Linked DNA regions of Mus musculus: regions 2 and 3 are each linked to region 1. A link is a contact called in public promoter capture Hi-C data. All regions are on one chromosome and are shown on one strand. The core of a region is the stretch at or near the end of the contact, and the rest is flanking DNA. Distances in the headings are between cores, read along the strand shown. Region 1 holds the start of Etv5 (ets variant 5). Region 2 holds the start of Masp1 (mannan-binding lectin serine peptidase 1). Region 3 holds the start of Vps8 (VPS8 CORVET complex subunit).

The links. Promoter capture Hi-C pulls out the DNA fragments that hold promoters and counts their contacts.
Region 2: a contact with region 1 is called in a promoter capture Hi-C map of the SN4741 cell line, with 5 times the contacts expected there. The contact joins the promoter of Masp1 here to the promoter of Etv5 in region 1. A contact is called at or near these places in 1 of 39 promoter capture datasets (the SN4741 cell line) and 1 of 115 datasets of contacts at active chromatin or transcription factors (microglia).
Region 3: a contact with region 1 is called in a promoter capture Hi-C map of pre-B cells, with 3 times the contacts expected there. The contact joins the promoter of Vps8 here to the promoter of Etv5 in region 1. A contact is called at or near these places in 2 of 39 promoter capture datasets (liver and pre-B cells) and 1 of 9 other capture datasets (liver).

Annotation. Positions count from the first base shown.
Region 1 is chr16:22,437,525-22,442,318 of GRCm38.p6, reverse strand. It overlaps Etv5 (ets variant 5), which reads left to right and starts at 2,749. Exons shown (of 13, transcript NM_023794.2): 1 at 2,749-2,802.
Region 2 is chr16:23,517,952-23,522,745 of GRCm38.p6, reverse strand. Masp1 (mannan-binding lectin serine peptidase 1) reads left to right here and starts at 1,931. Exons shown (of 11, transcript NM_001359083.1): 1 at 1,931-2,200. The coding sequence starts at 2,196. It also overlaps a transcript of Rtp4 not described here.
Region 3 is chr16:21,420,634-21,425,427 of GRCm38.p6, reverse strand. Vps8 (VPS8 CORVET complex subunit) reads right to left here and starts at 2,310. Exons shown (of 47, transcript NM_001285893.1): 1 at 2,203-2,310.

The DNA.
Region 1 (4,794 bases), core at 1,500-3,999:
TGTTCTTAGGAGCGGAGATCCAGCGCATTAGACTAGAAACTTCTCGTATTACCCTTAACTCTCCTATCTGGCAGAGATAACAAGAGAAAGACAGTGGGATGTGAATGGGGATAGAGAAGCAAGAGAGGAGTGGAAGCCATTTTGGCCTCTGGACTCTGTTCGGATGTCCTTGCTGGGTGGGACTCCTGTCGCACCTCAGTTTCTCATTTGTAGAATGGAGATATTAATAGTGATGAATGTCTTCTCACTGCCTCACTGTGGGGACATAGCTAGACTGTGGAGGGCTGTGTGACTACGGGCTGCCCAAGGCAACCCCTGGAGATCATTCATCTCTATGTTATTTATTTATTATTTATTTATTTATAGCCCAGCACAGGATCTGGCTGAATATCTGGTACATCCTAAATGTTTGCTGGATGACTAAGTTATTAGTTACCAATAGCTTTAATGAAGCATAATTCCCCACATATGATACTGTGGCTATCAACTTCTCTCTTTTCTGTGGTGCTGGGTCTATAACCCAGGACTTTGTGCCTTCTAGGCAAGTTCTCAATGATCTTCCCAAACTACCATAACTACCCAGGACTCCTGGGCACATGACTGCCTTCTCAACACCTAGGAGGAGGGGAAGAATAGACAACTAGCTGGAGGTGAGTTTGGGTTACATAGTGAGTTCCAGGCCAAACCGGCTGCGTATCAAGGTCCTGTCTCAAAGAGTAACAAATACATAAATCAAGTATGACACACAATACTTTCCCTCATTCCAGTTAGCCCCTGTTTATTGCTACACACTTTCAAATTTCTCTTCTCAAGGAGGAATGGAGAGCTTCGGTCTGAGGCAAAGGTCACAACAGCCACACTCCAGGCGTGGAGTGTAAGGAATGTGAAGGAACCACTGTGAAGAGGCCTGCACTGGAGCTGATACAGCAAGCCACAGAACTTTTAGAGGACTGGGATCTGAGACAATTAAGCAAAGGGGAGTAGGAAATTCTTGAAGAAATTTCAACCAGGCAGGAGGTTGGCCTGGGATGAGAACAGGGAGGGATGGCGGTGATGGGACCAAGCCGGTGAGAGAGGATCTGGAACTAGTGTGGGCCTTGCTGAATTGAAAGCCTTCAGGACGTCAGAAACAAGCTGGGAACACGGGTACAAGAGGACAAACTCTATAGCCACCAACTAGAATAGGAGCTAAGGGAAGCACTGTGCTCAGGCAGGAAATTAAATATCAAGGAACTGCTCGTTAAAAGTTCAAAGCACCTGCCCACACTTCAACTGGTGCCCTTCCCAGTCTCCGGCAAAACCGATAACTCAGCCCACTGAACCTGGGTGCAGGTCTCATCCCAGCATTCAAACTGGTCAAGGACTGTAATCAACACACCAAGTACCAGCTCTGATCCACAAGCTTAGGGGGGAAAGGCCGCGGACTAGAAATCCACACCACGTGTTTCACTGTGGGGCACTGGGCACCCTTAGGGTAACAACTTGGGACCCGCTTTGCTGAGGCTCAACTCTCCAAACGCTGACACCTTGCTGCCCGGTTAGTAGAGAACAGAACTCGTTCACAAGCACCCTAGCGTCCTTGGGAAAAGAAGAGAACGGCCATTGTCGGTGGCAGGAGCAGGACGAGGAGTTGGAAGGGGCAGAGGATTGTTTTATTTGTTTCCTGGAACACCCTGTTAAGAATCTCAACAACTGCAGTCAATGCCCGATCCTTTGGCAAGCAACACTGCTTCTCCCGGTTCCCAGCTGCACGGGATCTAATTCGCAAACACACCATCTTGCATTCAACACTTAAATGGAAAACAAGCAGCCCGGGAGAGAAGCAAGCGGTCTAACTGCACGCACGTTTCAAAGGGATTTGTGCTTCCAAGGCCCTCTACCGGCCCGGTGCGATCCACGAACCGGGTTTCTGGCTGTAGCCTCTTGCCTGTAGAGCTCAGAGGCAATTATTAGCCCGAGAAGACGCGATCGGGTCGGGCCTTAGGCTTTGGCAACATGGGTACATCACTAAGATCTGGAAAAGCTCAGGTTTTTAAAGGAAGGTAACTACTTTTTTTTCCCACTGGAAACCTGGTTTAAAAAAAAAATTAAGGCTTCTCTTCAAGGTAGCTAAGATTAGAGGGCTCGGTTTCCGTTTTTTGTGTTTCTATGGGCCGAACGCCCAGGCAGGGTCAGCGAGTTTCTGTGTGTGGAATGACGAATTCCTCTCGCCTGAGTTCTAAAATGATAACTTAGCTCGCTGCTGCAGCTGCGAACGCCTGGCGCCAAGCGGCCCCGCGCGGGGGTGGCGGGAGGAGCGGTGCAGGCCGAGGCCAGGGGGAACTTCGCGAGTGGCCCCTTTAAGAGCTTCACTGACTCAGCTAAGCTTCCCCCTCAGGTCGCGTTTTTTATGAATGAAAAACGTCCTTACATTCATTATATAAACAAGCCGGTGCTGATTGGTCAATGGCGCCCAGCGCATAAATTATGTAAAACAGACCTCTGAGGGCGTTGAGGGAGGCCGACCGTTAGCCAATGGGCGCCGCAGATGATGGGGCGGCCCAGCTGGATTTGCCTGAAGACAGGGTAAACAAGAGGTGATGGGCAGCCGCGGGGATGGCCGCCGACCAATGGGGACGTGTGTGCTCTGGGCTGCGGGCCAATGGCGGCGGGCGGAGCCGGCGGGGGCCGGGCCAGTGCTGCAGCGGGTTGCAGGGCGGCGCAGAGTCCGGAGGCCGGCGCGCAGAGCGGTCTTCATCCCCGATCGCTGCGGCCCAGCCCGCCACGGAGGCGCGCAGGCGGGCGCGCGGAGTGGCCGCTCAGGTGCGGACTGGTTCTGGGTCCTCAGTTGGGCGTGCTTGGGGTGACTCCCGGAGCTAGCCGCCCCCTCCCCCCGAGGCCCGGTTCGGTTCGGTTCCTGGGAGGCTTCGGGCGGGGGCGGCTAGCGGTTCCGGAGCGAGCGGAGAACGGGTTTCCGCACGCCGCGGAGGAGGCACCCGGGGTGCTGGAGCGGGTGCAGGGAGCGGGGTGCCCGGCTCAGGCTACAGAAGCGGGGTGCAAGAACGGGGTGCGGGGCGCGAAGTTGTGGGCCCCCGAGGGCCCTGGGAGGCTCGCGAGAAGAAACGCTCCGCGACTCTTAATATGGGGGGTGGGGGGAGGCGAGCAGCAGTTTCAGGGGTTCTGCTTCAGAACCCCGAGAGTTAAATGACACCGACATGTGCAGCCTGAGGGTGCAGGATCTGCCCGAACTTCTGCAGGCCTGGCAAGTTGGAGACTGGGCAGCGGGCCCGCAGCCCCCCACTCCCTCCTCTTAGGGCTGAGGGTATTGGGGCCGCCTGAGCCACGGCCTGGGGGAAGAGAGAACCGGTTCCGAGGCTGCCGAGAGTGTGCTGGAACCTCGTGAATGATTCGGGGTCTCCCCCGCAAAGGGGGTACTGATTAAGTAGGGGGTGATGAGGGGAGGCGGCATGTGTGATCAGGAGCAAATGAGGCTGCTGGTATCGGCCAGCGCTGCACCTCGTTTTCTGAATGTGGGTGACTTTATGAATGAAGCAGGTTTCTTTCTTGGGCTCTGAGCTCTGAGGCTTTTTTTTTTTTCTCCCTTTTTTTTTTTTTTTTTTGTGAATGAAGCATTGAGCTTTCTTCCTAAAACGCTGGGGTGAGGGGCCTGCGTCGGAGGCTAAGCGTGCGTTGGGAGTGGGGGCGGGGGCGCAGCTGAAGGAGTTTTCATGAATGGGAAGGCTGGGAATTGGGTGGAAGTGTGTCTTGTTTTGTGAATGGGGCCGGGCGCGAGGGATCCAGTTACAGCCTCTACCTGCGGTGGCGGCCGCGGCTCCATCTCCCATTCATAAAACCAGGCTCGCTGCGCGCCACGGGGAGGGGCCTCGATCCGGTCGCTGCGCCCAGTTAAAGTTTTCCTGGGGGCACCCTGGATTTGGGGGCTGGGGGGGGGGAGCGACTACGACGACACAAAGGAAGTGGTTTAAACTCCAGGATGAACCGAAGCCTTCCCTGCAGGCTTTTAAAAGATACTTTGAACACGACGTTTCCAGCTCTTGAACTCGAAGGGCTGCTTAGAAGATCCTTGCTGCTGCTTTTGGAATCTCTTAGGGAAGTTTCTTTTTACCGATTTTTTTCAAAGGATATTTTTTTGCGCATCATGAGCTTCTAAAAATATTTTATCCTCTGGTTTTCCTACACGTTGTTCTCTTAACCCACAACAGACATTTAAGAATTTCTGAGGCCACAACTTAGTCAAAATTTTTAAAAATACAGCACAGAATTCTTTCTTCTCCACAGTCTACTAAAGATTCTCAGATTTGGGTCCTGGTTGGTGACATTCAAGAGAGGCCTCATTCTGAACGATGTTTGCACTGTGTGGAAGGAAGGCAAGCTGGCAGAAGTGTTTTTCTAGGAAGTTGCGAACTCTCTTTCCTTTGACTTTGAAAATATCTGATTACTTGGGCCAAGTGCTGGCTGTGAAGGGTTTTCTTGTATCCTGCTCACTTATGAAAATTTGATATGGTGCTCACAGCGTGAAAAACAAGTCAGATGGAAATGGTTACTGTGAAAAGTGTTCCCTAGTTTGTGTACAACTTAAAAGAAAATGCTAGTTAGGCCTGTCTGTTATTCAGACCTGAGGTGAATAAATACTTGTTATGCCCCCATTATTTTGACCTGAGTTTTTATTTGGAAAATTAAGTGTTTAGGAAGGTAACACCTAAACTTGCTAGCTAATTCCTCCCACGCTAGAAAAGTGTCTCCCCTCTTGATTTAGTTCCAAGCCCAGCTCTTACCAGTGGTTGACTGATTTTG
Region 2 (4,794 bases), core at 682-3,181, 1.1 Mb before region 1:
TCCTTAACATATGCTAACTCCAGAGAGGGTGGGCTCAGCTGCAGGGAGAATTGCCGGACTCCTTCCCCGGGCAAGGCCACTGTGCACTGTGTGCGTCTTGCCAAGTTCTTTCTCCTTTGGTTTGAAAACCCTTGTGTATTCCAAAAGAAATGCAGCCCATGTGTTTCTGATTCATTTACACTTAAATCATTAAAATGTTTTTTTGTGAGAGTTATTTGATGTCTAAAGAGCCTGACAGTCTGCTTAATGGAGATTTTACAGGGTTTTCTTTCTTGTCCTGCCTGAAACAGAGACCATTTCTCTCGGGCAATGCCTGAGTTCAAACCTCCCTCCTCATCACACACACTTACACTACATTATCAGCCAGAGCCTCATAATCATGCCAATCACACAAGGCTGGCACTCAGGAAAGCTAAACTGGAGAACTTGGAGGAAAGACAAGAAGGGGTTACAGTAAATGTCAAATCTTTGCTCCCCCCAAAATACGTCAAGGAGAGCTATCTCAGGGTGGAGAATGTGTTTGGCACCTTGATTCAGGTGGCAGGTGGCCTTCTGCATGACTGAAAAGCAGCTCATCCTCAAATTCTCACTTGTGCCTCGTTACAGTTTCCATTCAGCGAACAAAGAGATGGGATCTGAAACAGTGCTGTACGCAGCCAGGTTGGTCAGAAAACATAGATCACCGTTAAAGTCTGGATCAGCATCTAAAGCGCTTGAAATAGTTCAGGACTCGGTTTCTCTGTTAGTGGATGTATGTGGTTTGCAAACGCCACGTGCTCTGTGATACGTTACCGAGACGTGGTGTCATGGAACCCATGAGAGATGGACTTCTTCCTCCCTTCCTAAGTGTATGACCACTTCCTCTGGGCACTTTCTTTACTGGAGTTATAATGCTACCACAGGCCTGGACAAGGTTCTCGAAGGAACGAGTGGGGCCAGGGTTAGCGCCCAGTGGCTCTTCTAACAGCTGGCTTGAGGTGGCAATGGCTCCAGAAGTGGTAGTGGGATCCTGGATGCCTTGGCCAGTCCTATAATCTTGTTAAGACATCATTTTCCCACCTGGAAAAGATCCATCAGAGAGAACCCTCAGAAGTTTGTGGAAGTGATTTAGACAGCGTTTGTGCCTGGCGCTGAAATGATGCAGGTGAGCGGGCCCACCCACCTCACACGCCCTTCAGCGCAGGCTGCCACTTTTGTGTGTTGGGGTTATTACTGTGGAAGGGCCTCTGTCGGACTGAGATGTCGGACTGCAGAGATGATACTGTGGTGGAGTTACAGTAGGGGTTAGCTGTGGAGAGGGTTATATGTGGTGCTGTCTTTAGGAAGAGGGCTCTCTTATTACTCAGCTCAGCATAGATCTGCTGTACGTTTCTCTATGGGGCCTGAGGCACTGACAGCACACAGGCACAGTTCTTTCTAGATGCATGGGGCACCTGGCTCTCTGGCTTTGCTGAAGCCTTTTTCCCAACTGGGTAAATTAGATCTCTGCATGCTTGCAGTTAGACAGTGCCACGCAGCAGCCTTTCAAGTGGGGAGAGTAAGTAGCCAACTGCAGGAACTGGTGCTCCCTCACCAGCGGGGCCAGCCACGAGGTTTTCAGAAGGAAAAAAAAAAAAAAAAAAAACCTGTGGATGTCCACGAACAGGCTGAGGCTTGGAATCTGCCTTCTTTTTTATAATCTCCTAGAACTGCCTTTTTAGTTGGCTGTTTCTGTTTAATTGTTCTTTTGCTGGGGTCCTAAAGTAGAACAATTATAGCCATCAGGCAAGGGAGGCTGAAGAGAAATTACTCTCTCTCTCTCTCTCCTCTCTCTCTCTCTCTCTCTCTCTCTCTCTCACACACACACACACACACACCTCTAAGTCTCTCAGATTTTTTTCTCAAGGGCTGCAGTCCCTCCCTAGGAGGGGACTGGCTAACAGATCTTGCAAGGAAACAGTCTGTCAGGTCCCTCCGAGTGTACATAAGCTCAGACAGAGAGAGGAGAGAGGGAAAGCCAGAGGGAGAGGGGGAGAGGGGATCTGTTGCAGGCAGGAGAAGGCGTGACCTGAATGGAGAATGCCAGCCAATTCCAGAGACACACAGGGACCTCAGAACAAAGATAAGGCATCGCTGACACCACACCGGGGACTGGGACGAGCTCACAGACAAGTCTGGCAGAAGGAACCAAAGCCAGGAGCTCACAGAGCAGGAAAATGAGGTGAGTGCCTGGTCAGGGGACCGAGTGGAGAGCAGCCCGCTGGGTCTGACCTTGTCTCTAGGCAGACTCACCTGCTTATCCTCTGGGCGGCTGGGGATGGGGGAGTCTCATCAATCCTGGGGGCCCTGTCCCTGGGGCACCTTCCCAGGGACTCCGGAGAGTCGCAACTTGAAACCAGATAGTTTGTGCAAAGCCTGCTCCTGGCGAGGCTGAGGCTCAGATTTCTCTCTCTGCCAGCACAGGGTGCTGCCTACTGGCCAATGCGATCCTCCTCCTCCTCCTGCCCACAAGGCTGATTCTTCTTTTTGCTGCTCGGCAAAGAGCACTGATTTCTTTCTCCCAACACTTTGAGAGTTAGATAATGTGTTTGTGTGTTTATATTTTTTTTTTCTGACCGGAAAAGACAACAGTTCCCCCCACAGCCTCACTTGTGGTTTCTTGAGCCTTCAGAAGTTTGCCAGTTAAACCTCAATTTAGAAAACTAGAAACCTGTCCCCATTTTACAGTTCCCTATAAATTCTGCATTTCTCACTGAAATCAGAGGCAGCTGGTGACATGAATCAGGCTAGGAAATGCACCAAATGGCTCTTAAAGAGACACCACAGTTTTTTTAAGGAGCATGTGGGATTCAGAAACCTACCACTTTAAATTCTAATGGGCTTGAAGCTCTTCAACCTTCCCTGTTTCTTGTGTCCCTTCATGTTCCTCACCAGGCATTTCTTATAAGCTTTACCAGAGTCTGAAACCCCAACTATCCTAATTATTGTTATCACTTGTAAGTGTCAAAAAGAGCAAGGAAACACACTCTGGAGATGTGTTAAGTCCCTACACACCTATTTTCCATTCGCTTTCCTTTAAATCAGGAAAGTTTCTATTTGTTTCTTTTCTTCAGTCACCTGGTAACTTGCTCAGTCCAGGGCCAATAAAGAGTGAGCTTCCATCTGTGTAACTTTGGATTGCATTGACCTATGCCTAGGAGGAAGAGCTGTCTCTAAAAGTTCATTCCGTCATTCTGATCTTGTAAAGTTGTCCTTTGGTTTTGTTCATTTTTCCCTTCTTCTGAAACAATGGCTTTTCTTCCTTTGTACTGTGGAATGATATTCTGCCTTACCTGTGCCTCAGCCATCCCAAAAGCTCACCGTTGTATATGCTTAACCCTCAATTTAGGACAACCCTCCCAGGTATTTCGCTCAACATTGTGTCCTCGTTTCTGATCTCCATCCCTCAGACATGGCATCTCTTCCTTTGTTCTCATCTGTGGCCATATTTCTTGTCATCTCTGGCGTGGCTACTGATTTAAATGTCCACTTCCCACTTCCGAGGGATGTAACCAATGTCTTCATCTTTGTAGGTCTTCATGGTCATGTGACCAGCACCTAACATCATGTTCCTTTCTAGTAGAAATTCAGTAACTATGACAGAGTCGAATTCAATTACTGAATATCAAAAAGAAGTTCTAGGAAAGTGTCCTGCTGGCTGTCTCTCAGGGGTCTGGACTCACAGGCACACAGCACTTGAGTCACTTTCATGAGCATTGCTTCATCCTGGCTTCGGGTTTCATGTGACATAAGGATTAATGGGAACATGAGATAGAAGCCATTAAGCAACTTGCCCAGGGCCACACTGATGATCTGGAAAAGGCCCAGACTCATTCTTGTGTCTTTGGGCTCCAATCATTTTCCTGATATATTCTATGAGGCTCTCAATCCCAGCTGCAGATTACAATGGTCTATGGTACTCGAGGAATGCCAGTCCCCAGGCGATAGAACAGAGTTTCGTGCACAGGGGAGGGGTTCAAACATTAGTATTTTTTTTTAATTTCCACATAAAGCTATGGGGTTTTTTTTTTAATTATTTTTTCACAGGATTAATTGCTTTGGCCAGATGCCTGGGCATGATACGGGCATGGATCCAACTTCTTCTCTGAGCTTTTGTTATTCTTTTCTTCTGTTGGAGTTAATTCACCATATGGTATTTGGCATGATATGCCATCTCTTAGGATATACTTTTCATCGTCTGTCAAGTGAGGCTGGTGGGTAAGGGAGCTCTGTAGTCTCTTCCAACACTGAATCTTAAAAATGGAGTGTTGGTGGCGTGTACATTGAAATGAGCGGAGCAAATGGAGAAGCTAGGGCGTGCCCCTGACGCCACAGTCTGACTCTCCTAGCTTCTTTATGTGTCTCTGATGGCCTGCTCTTATCACGGAGACTGTGAAATCCCAGCTCTCTGTATCACTTTTGACATTTCAAACAAATGCAGCTCGACTGTTTTTGATCTGCTGGGGGAGAGATAACAGGTGTCAGGACTTATACAGCCGGTGCCTGGTGCAGAAGAAGTCAAAACAGGATTGCGATGAGAAGCGAACGCTGCCGTGTGCCTCCTTTGGTTCACAGCCCCTAAGGCAAGCAAGCAAGCATATGTTTCAGCCTCTCACATGAATGGAGATATCTGCTTCATGCATCTAAGTCTGTCTCGAGATGCAAAGAACAGAACACTCCACAGGCTTCTCGTGTACGCACATTCACCGGCTGCCTAACCGCACAGGGCCCCGAGGCCTGGGCTGAGGGGTCAGTCAGATGCCAGCCTCAGCAGAA
Region 3 (4,794 bases), core at 1,061-3,560, 1.0 Mb after region 1:
GGACCAAGATGCCGGAGGTCCTTTGTAAGATGGAGAAAGGAACCCAGAATCATTTATTTATGTAATGATACCCAATCCCTTCCCAGGTGTGTAAACCAATAAATCTCTTTCGTTTTAAGTGCATTTGAACTGATTTCCTGACACTTGTTAACAGAAAAAGGCCTAACTTTAAAACATGTAATTATCACCAATGTTATCAGTGTAAGTCTAAGACAGAAATCCAAGAGAAACCTATGGTTGCTGACTTGATCAGAAGATGTACTTAGGATGGCCATCTATATACAGGAAGGTAGCCCAAATGGTAACTCATGAATGACCTCATGAATATACTGGGAATATGAAACCTATTAAACAAAAGTTTAACATATCTCATTTAAGTCCAAAAGGCCACACTGGCCGGTTGGCAATGGAATACGCCTTTAATCCTAGCACTCAGGAGGCAAAAACAAGTGGATCTCTGGGAATTCAAGGACAGCCTGGTGTACTGGACAACCAAGGCTACACAAAGAAACCTTGTCTCGAGGAGGGGAAAAAAGGCCTTACTGAATTGAGAAGACAGTTCAGTCAGCACACTGTCAGCCCTGCAAGCACAAAAGTATAGTGATTTGATGGCATCTGTCATTAAGTCCCCAGAACACACAAAAAAAGCCAGGCCAATTGCGGCCCACTTTTGTAATCCCAGCACTAGGGAGGTGGAGATAAGCAGACTCCTGGCCCTAGGGACAAAAAGAAGAGGACTTCACAAAGTTGTGCTCTTACTGCCACATGTGTGCCTCTCAAGGCTTAGTCAGTAAAGTGTTTGAGGCACAAATATGAGAACCTGAGTTTGATACCCCAAAGCCTACACTTACAAAGCTGAGCATGGTGGTAAGAGCCTGTAAACCTGGAAAGGAGGGAGAGATGGAGACATGGCCCCGAAGGCTTATTAGCTCATCTAGCTGAATCAGCAGGCTGTGCCTTGAGCAATAGGTCCTGTCTCAAAATAGAGGGGTGGGAGAGATGGCTCAGCGATTAAAAAGGTATACTGCTCTTATATAGGGCCAGAGTTTGGTTCCCAGCACCAACACGGGGTAGCTCACAACAGCTCGTAACTCCAGCTCTAGGGCCTTACTTCTCCTATCCCAATGGCTAAAATGTTTATGGACTAGTGGGGATAACACTAAGAGTCACTAAGAAACCCCCAAATTCTGGAAGACAGAATGCACTCAACGACTGCCAACAGTCCAATTACAAAAGAAACATATAAAGAAAAAAAAATCAGCACCTTATTCTGTTAGAGGTCTGTAAAGAATTTTCTCACATAACTCAGTCACTTCCCGCATACAAGGCTCAACAGTTCAAACAAAACTGCTCCATTTATCTTTATTGTGTATTCTACAGACCAGGTCAGCTAGTGCTAGAGGAGTCAATACTTTTCTGCTTAGATGTCAACGTGAGCAAACCCATGACTTAAACACATGTGGGTTCCCCCATCCTCAATCTATATTGGAAGCACTTCAAACACAGAAGTGTAACATAAACCCACACACAACGATGTGCAATTTTCTCCCAAACAGAGACACCTGGAACAGAGTTAGCGGCACTAGCCAACATCTGTGCTTACGTTACTTGGGCTTTTTGGGGGGGGTTAGGGGGTGGGGTGTCCAGTAGAGTGGGCAGTACAGTAACAAGCATTCTGGCAAATAGAGCCCCGCCTACTTATGAGAAGGCTCCAGCAGCTACTCCGGATAAGCCAGTACAATCCTTCCATTGAAACATGTCCACTTAGTACACCCAAACTCTGGATTGCCGCGTGCCTCTGTCCCCCGAGTGCCACACCTAGACAACAAGCCAAGGCACAGGGGTGCCCCCCACCTTGCGGCCCTCGGATTGGGGCACACCTGGCAGGAGGCGAGGAGGAAGCGGCAGCACGGGCTGCACGTCAGTCGGACCGGGTGAGAACCTCCACGCCGTGCGGCGGGCGTGGGAGGGACAGCACCCACCTCCCGGCCGCAGTCCGGGCGTGAGCGCGCCAGTCCGGTATCCCCGCAGGCGGCCGGACCCGGGTGGAAACTGCTAACCTAGTGCGAAGTCAGACTCCTGAGCCAGCCCGCGGTGGCCACAGGGTCTGCGGGAGCCACTGGGGCGCAGCTCCGTCTGCGCACCCCTGCCGCGCCGGCCCGCACCCGCCGCCCCGCCCCACCCGTTCGGAATACGTGTTACCTGAGCCGGCGTCTGCCTTGACGGGACCCCAGCACACGTGACCCCGCGGAGGCCAGCCCACGCACGCGCAGTCTCGGCAGCTGGCGGGCGCGCTTCCGCTCTCTTCCCCAGAGACGCCCTGCACTGGGCGGTGCGAGCCTCTGCGTCACGCCCTCCTTAAAGGGAGACTCTGTCCGGCCTCCAGGGACGCTCAAGGAGCCCTGGCATCTGAGCCGGAGGAGTCTAGCAAATAGAGGTCCTCAGATTAAAAGGAACGTCCCTTTCAATCAGCTCACCTGAACTTCCATAAACTCACCCCAAAACGAGGTGTCAAGGATCGTCCAGCCATCAGGCGCGCAGGAGCCTGAGGCAGAAGGAGCATATTGAGTTCAAACTAGTCTGGGATACCGACACAGACCTGTCTCAGATTCGACAAATAGATAAATGGATGGATGGATACACAGTGCAGGGTTAGGAGTGGATATGGAATTCGTTTCGTTGGATTTGGTAGTGTCCACTAATTCGTTTTCTTTTGAAAGGTGAACACAGAATTGCTGGGTTTTGGTGGGTAATTTTGGGGGGAAGGGGAAACATTGTTTTTGCAAATAAGGATGGATACTGAAAACTTCTTTTCCAAATTATCATTTTTAGTTGTCATTGTTCCATCAAAAAATAATAGAGTGGGTCACATTATTAAATAGAGAAGGCATCTTTTTTTTCCCTAATATGCTACTGGAAAAAGCTATTTCAGGATAGTTTGGCGTTTACAATTGCCACTATATGGTATCATTAACCCAAGGAGGCAGATAACATAGTTGTTGGACTTGTCTGTGAGGGAGAAATGAGGAGGGAGAGTGTGGGAAGATACCTCAGGAGGAGTTACATTGAGTATCAACCAGGCTCACTGTAGGTCTGTCCTGTAAGTACATTAGGACTGTCAGTAAAGGCCAGCTGATCACAGTGACATAAAGAAACTATAGGGCTGTCATTTTTAGGGTCACGGATGAAGGAAAATAATCAACACCTTAGCTAAAAAAAAGGGGGGGGAGCAGGGAGTGAGGAGACTTCTGTAGGCAGGAGCCAGAGAGACTGCCTAACTGAGGGAACAGTGGGATTAGTTACAAGCCAAGGTGAGTTTAGGGACAAGTTGCTAGCCTGATGTGGCTAGGGTACAGGCAGTGGCTTCCAAACATCTTTAATAATCACTCACAGAAACACATTTCAGCCATGACTCTGTGTGTGTGAGTGTGTGTGTATGAGACACACACACACAGAGAAAGAGAGAGAGAGAGAGAGAGAGAGAGAGAGAGAGAGAGAGAGAGAGAGAGAGACCCGTCTAAAGTAGGTTAGACAGAATGGTGACACCAGAACCCTGAGCCCTGAGTGACAGAGAATTGTTAAAGTTCTGGGAAGAACGGAATTCAGCTGACACATTGGGGAATGGGGCTATAGGACATGAAAAATGGGAAGATTGTTAATTGACATTTTCAAAATGTTTTACAGTCGTCACACACTTATTCTAGAGAACTTCAGAAAGCAAAGCCAAGTCTTGTGGGTGGATGTTGTAGAAGAGCAGATTTCAACTCGAGATACCTGAGAAATCCCTTCCCGTGACCGCCTCTCATATCCCTTGTTGACAACACGGAGCAGGCCACAGGCTTGCCTGAACAGTGCTACTTAACTAAAAATAGAAATAGTGTATGCTTGTTATAGAAAGCTTGGAAAACTCAGGAAATGTTTTAAAATAAAAACCCATACCCATAGCCCTCTTTTTGGCCTACTCAAATTAATTTTTTAATAGTTACATTGTATCATTCTTGGTTTGATTTGGAAGAGAGATAACAGTAAAACCTTTACTTTTTACTTAATGTATTTTCTAACTACTCCCACCAGTCCCTTTCCCAGATTCATGACTTCTTTTCTTTTTAGTTTTTCGAGACAGGGTTTCTCTGCATATCTCTGGCTGTCCTGGAACTCACTCTGTAGACCAGGCTGGCCTGGAACTCAGAAATCTGCCTGGCTCTGCCTCCCAAGTGCTAAGATTAAAGGCGTGCGCCACCACCCGGAATGACTTCTTAAAGATGTCGTAAATTTTATTTTATCCAGCAGAACAGTGGTGGCACAGGTCTTTAATCCATCCCGGCACTGGGGAGTCAGAGGCAGGTGGATCTCCATGAGTTCAAGGCCAGCCTGGTCTATCAAGTGAGTTCCAGGATAGCCAGGACTACAGAGAGAAACCCTGTGGCAAAAAAAAAAAAAAAAAAAAAAAAAAAATATTTTATCTATGTGGATGTTTACCTGCATCTATGTATGTCCACCATGTGCATGCCTGATGCCCTCAGAGGCCTGGAAGATGTTTGTGAACTACCATGTGGGTGCTGGGCTCAGAACCTGTGTCCCCTGCAAGTGCTTTTAACCGTGGAGCCATCTCTCCAGCCAGGGTTTTGTTTTTGTCTTGTATTGGTTTTGTTTTATTTTGAGACAGGGTCTCACTCTAACCCAGGCTGGCCTAGAACTGGGATTAAATGTAGGCCATTATGGCTGGAAAGTATTAATATTTAAGAAATCTGGAGCTTGCAAGACTGCTCCTAGTGACCTGAGCTTGAGCCCTGG